Linked DNA regions of Hordeum vulgare: region 1 is linked to region 2. The links are chromatin contacts, called in public Hi-C maps. All regions are on one chromosome and are shown on one strand. The core of a region is the stretch at or near the end of the contact, and the rest is flanking DNA. Distances in the headings are between cores, read along the strand shown.

Region 1 (2,851 bases), core at 211-2,710, 130 kb after region 2:
GCCAGCGATGCTCGATCTTCCAAAATATATATAAACAAATGTTCCTATATAAACAAATATACGACATACATTGTATAAAAGTAGATATCAAACACATATATTATCAAATTTGGATTATGCGCATAAATATGTTAAATATGTATATTAAAATGTTCCTGATGTATAAAAAACGGACATTGTTGGTGAATTTTATTCCTATTAAAAATGTTCTTCGTGTGTTTTAATTTTTTTGATCAGATATTCAGAAAAGTGTTTAAAAATTGTATCTAAGAAAATATGTACATCATGTATTTGAAAAACAGTGAAAGCAGGGAAAACCACTAAATAAAGGGAAAATGAACAAAGGAAAAAAATAAGAAATAGAAAAACAATGAAAAACGACAAAGAAACAAAAAAAGGGGGGAAATGAATAAACCAAGAATGAAACAAAGGAAACCAAATAACCCGTTGAAGAAATAGAAACCAAGGTATTTTTTTGAGGTCAATAGTAGTTTATTTTATATGGGTAGGGCTACAATCCGATGGAAGGATTCCTTAATACGTAAGGTCCTATGTTAAGCCGCATAATTATAAGACCTATAAATTATAACAAGGATTAAAAAAAGAAAATAAAATCTATGAATAAATATTAAAAACAGAAAAAACCATAAGAAAAAAGACCAACAAAATCTGACCCCAAAAAGTAAAAAAGTTGGACAAGAAAACAACACAGAAAAACCCTGGGCCGTATGGTGAAAAAACAAACAAAAAAGAGAGAAAAATTGTTGTGCCTCAGTAATGGGCAGGCCCAGCCACAGCTACTTCACACGAGGGGAGGTAACCATTTCCCTATAAGCGAGGGCACGATTTCGTGGCATTTTCTATTTGACGCCACACGAGGGGAGTTAACGTGTATTTTTGTTAACTGGCCCCTTTGAAGTCCGAACTGGACGGGCCCATCTAGGCGCTTGTGACTTTTTTTAAAAACTTTCTATGAACTTATTTGTATATTGATAGACTTTTTAAAAATTTAAACGTATACTTTTTAAGATTGCTGAATGTTTTTCAATATCGATGAAGTTTTCAAAATTTGATGAATATTATTTTGTAAATGGATGAACTTTTTAAAGATTTATGAACTTATTTACAGTTCAATGAACTTTTTAAATAAATATATGAACTTTCTTTATTTTTTATGAACATTTTACAAATTTATTGAACTTTAATGAAACTTTTCTAATTTGGATGAACTTTTCTTCGAATTGAGGAACATTTTTCAAAATTGATAAACCTTTATTAAAGATATGAACTTTTTTCAAATGTATGTACCTTTCTTCTTTAAATCTGTAAACCTTTTCTGATTTTATATTTTTTTCGTAACAAAAAAAAATCAAAGGAGATAGAAAAACTGGGCAACAGTCTAGTGGGCCGGCCCTTGTTTGTAGCGCTGCAGGCGCCGGATCGTTAACTGGTGCCTGCAGCGGGCATAGGAACTCCCTGATTTAAACATTTTTTACATGTACTTCCTCCGTCTTATACTATAAGGACGTTTTGAACATTCAAATATGATAAAAAACGTTCATATATTATGGGACAGAGGGAGTACAGGAGTAGCTTGATACGAAATTACTATGGACATTTGGAGACCTCTTGTTCGACGCTCTAAAGCGTCAAACAGTATAGGCAACGCGTGAATGCCAGCGCCAATAGGCCAACCCTATTCTAGCGAGCTTCACTTGCACATTTTAGAAGAGGAACTATTTGGATGTTTTTTCTTCCCTTTTTGCTTTTATTCCAACAATATTTGGTGTATGTTCTATAGATGTATTAGAAACTTTAAATCATATATTTATAAAAATCACAACACATTAATTTTCTTTCAGTTTGTATTAAAAAAAATAAACGTATGTTTTAAAAAATACAACAAACACAATTGTTTTCACTCAAGGGCAGTCCTGAGATTTCGAGGTCCCAGGGCAAAAGTAGAATCGGAGGCCCCTTAATATATGCATCAAATAATAATTAATATATGTAAATATAAAATGATACCAAAAAACACTTATAATGTAGGTTAAAGCAATATTAACATTAAATAATTTATAACATTCAAATTTTCTTTTTACTGTCCTATATTCATAGTGATAGGTGAAAAAAATTCTTTAATGAAATAGGCCATCCACCATTAAGAATCAAAAGTACTTTTTCACCTAGTGACTCAGATCTCGCCTCTCGACGATAGAATATATTCATTGTTGGTGGGTGTAGCACAATGACATCTGAAAGCGAATCATTACATAAGAAAGGACACACCTGATCGAGATCAAACGAAGCATCACGGAGGGCGATGCTAGTATGGTGCGTTGTGTTCTGCATCATCATTTTTGGTTGCCCGGTGGGTTACTTGTGCGATAATGCGGAAACGTCTTAGCCTTCCAGGCCGACGTGCTACGTGCTATATAGCTGGGTTGCGAGCCCTCATACCGCGTACAAGAGGTTAGTATAGATCCTTAGAGATACAATCTTGGAGGTGAAGGAAAGCAAGAGATAAGAGATTAAACATTACATGAGTATCTACCTTGTCTAACTTAAACCCCCTTCGGTTGGAGATAAACCCCTTCAGTTGGAGATCCTCCTTAACACATGGCCCGCATCATCATATTATGTTTAACACCCTTCCTTAATCATAACCTTACCAAGTTGAGATTATGTTTGAAGTCTTCAAAACTTCTTGTAGGTAGATCCTTGGTAAAACCATATGCAACCTGGTCCTTTGAGTGAAAAAATCGAATGTCCAAAAGTTTATTTGCAACTCTTTCTCGGACAAAGTGAAAGTCTATCTCAATGTGTTTAGTTCTGGCATGAAAACTGGATT
Region 2 (2,738 bases), core at 118-2,617:
TAAATCATCCCAAGCAAGTTATAAGATGTCATAAAGCAAAATAAAATAATAAGACAAAACTTACAGTTCACAGAATCCGGTGCCGTGTAGTCCACCACGACGACATCTGGGAATTCGTCAATGACAGATGAAAGAACATCTTCTCTTGCAGAAGGGCCATATATCTCAATGTCTGTATCACCAATTTGTATTGTTTTATCAAGGTTCTCTCTACTACTGAATGAAACAGGAACTAGGTGAAGACCCCTTGAAGTAGCTGCCTCAGCAACAGATACCCCCATTTTACCAGTGCAGCCATTCACCTACAAAATTGAACAAATGAAAGACTAAGTAGTAAATATTACAGTACTAAATAAATTCCTCAAGTAATTGTCTAGCATGACTGTATGAGAATATATTCCAATTGATCTTGTACTAAAGCATTGTAGAAAATCGAATATATTCAGTAACTCTAGTCCATTGGTCTTATCCAGCCAGTTGTTGGACTGGACCTGTAATCACTGTTATTGACTATCCATGTGGCATCCTTAACATGTACAAGTAGGGAGTTGGCAAATTGGCCTACCATGCTATAAAGGTTTGGAACTCGGATTAAAAGAATTGTAACATGAGATCAACAAATTGTGAGCAGGACTGACCATGTCTTACAAGCGTAAGACGTTTTACGCTGATATTTGGTTGCTTCAAATGAGAAAGTGCCATGCAGCCATGGGAACTCGAAATCCAGTAACATAATGATGTAGCTTAATATTTGACGGCTGAAAATAACCTCCTTTGCAGCATAGGAACTCGAAATCCAGAATGATGAAAGGCAAATTTATAGCTGACAGAGTCTGATGCCTCATTGTGCATCAAGTAGACATACTGCATAACTAACTAGGAAACGAAGAACTTATGACAAGGCAATCGTGAAAGTTTGCCTACTCCGATAAAGTTAGGATTGCTGATTGCACACAACTGAATACCAGTGGCCTCAGCGGCATTCCGCCGAACAGGTTAGCGGTGGCGTGATAAATGCAGCCAGCGTACCAGAATCGGGAAGGAGACGCCTGCCGGCCGCGCGGTAGCCGTCTCTAGGGTTGTCACGGGTGGCGCGGCGCTGACACACCGCGGCGCGGCGAAACCGTCTAGGCGGCCCCGTCTCCGCCACGGCGGCGAGGGCGAGAAAGCGCGGGGCGGCGCCCGCACCGAGAGCATTTTTGCCTTGCCCGGCGGCGCGGCTGCTTGCACGATATAGTTCAAGGGGTGAAGCCGGATAGGGAGACCTGGCCAACGACGGTTTATCCCGGCGGCTCTGCGGGGCGAAAGTGTGACACCGGACGGCTAGCCACCGTTTATCCGTAGAGGACCCGTGCTGCCGTGCTGCCGTGCTGGGCGTGAATGAGCGTTGCACGCTATTTTTCTTTCATTTTTTGACGGAAAGGCCTACATAAGAAGTCGATGCAAAAAAAACTCCGACCCACGGACCTCATCTGGTCCATCGTTCAAACGGAGTAACGGACAGAGAGCACGACTCAACGAGTGACCGTATTCGTATTTTGTATCGGTTTGGCGTCCGGTCCACCCTATTTTCCTATTCGGTTTGTGATTCACATGACGTTGAACGGATGCCCACGCGTCCGCTTTGTGTCCGTCTCGAACCCGTGACAGCTCGCCACCTACCTCTCATCGTTCACATTTACGACGCACGCGCGGGCGGACCCACCTAGCAGCCACCCCATCGAGCGGTCGTCGTCCTTTTTAATGTGAAAGTCGTGGACCGGTGGGCCACACTTTCACTCTCGGCGACGCATGCCTCCTCGATCACGAGCCCCGACAACCAAACCCTAGCCCGCCGCTACTCCACCTCCACACCAACGACAATGGTGGGCCGATGGTTCCCCGACCGCAAGACGAGGCACGACCACGAGGGTGGGTCGTCGTCCGTCCGCCGTCGCCGCTCCACCACTCCACCTCTACCTTCACCTCCACCTCTGCCGCCCGCATTCCATATCTTGTCGGACGGGGCGACACCTCGGATGCGGTCGTACGCCAAGGAGGAGATCTGCAAGAGATACTAGGAGATGCGCACGCCGCCGTCGTGGAGAGACATGCACATCCCAACAACTAGCACCTATCTATAGATCGGGTGCCCATTTGATGACGAGATGATGTATATACTTCTCGCCCCTCGTTGGTTACCATAAGTGGAAGGTTGAGATGTAGTCAGCAGCAGGTTTTCCCTTACACGGAGACTGTAAGGTTTATCGAACTATGAGGACTCCTATGATCAACGAGTATGTGTCTTCCACCCTAGCGCTAGCAGAAGACATGAACCTGCACACACACAAATAACTTTGCTCTCAACGAGTACAGAGAGGTTGTCGATCTCTCCGGCCTTGTAGTTTGCAAAGGATCAAAACACAAGCGAGAATAATGATAGCGATTGCAACCGAAAAGTAAATGAAAGCATTAAATGATGAAGGTATAAGCAATGGTGGCGATATCGACCGGAGTCACATGATGTTCACTAGTGATGTCTCCCTCCCAAAAGACGATAAACAACTATGCTTGCGTAAACAAATTACAGCTGGGCAATTGACAGAATTATGAACACACCACAATGCTAATTATGCTACTTGAAAGTTAGAGGCTCAATAGTAATGGGCAGTACACCAAGACAAGTAGATCGTTTATTCATCAGCATCTACTTACTAATCATCCACCTTGAGATATCTATCCAGAACGTCTCGCTGGTA

What was found. Hi-C and Micro-C count contacts between places; a contact is called where the count stands out from the background.
Region 1: a contact with region 2 is called in a Hi-C map of leaf, with 5 times the contacts expected there. The contact joins the enhancer-like site here to the promoter of LOC123449167 in region 2. A contact is called at or near these places in 2 of 6 Hi-C or Micro-C datasets (both in leaf).

The regions. Positions count from the first base shown.
Region 1 is chr4H:505,337,316-505,340,166 of MorexV3_pseudomolecules_assembly, forward strand. No RefSeq gene overlaps it. Among protein-coding and RNA genes, the nearest start is that of LOC123451573, 5.3 kb to the right of the region's middle. Within about 2 kb of position 1,461, at least 2 of the 3 cell types and tissues checked have open chromatin away from gene starts, as enhancers often do. A contact at or near this core is called in leaf, where this site is marked.
Region 2 is chr4H:505,204,475-505,207,212 of MorexV3_pseudomolecules_assembly, forward strand. LOC123449167 (probable 4-hydroxy-tetrahydrodipicolinate reductase 2, chloroplastic) reads right to left here and starts at 1,368. Exons shown (of 8, transcript XM_045126273.1): 1 at 1,030-1,368; 2 at 65-302. The coding sequence starts at 1,197.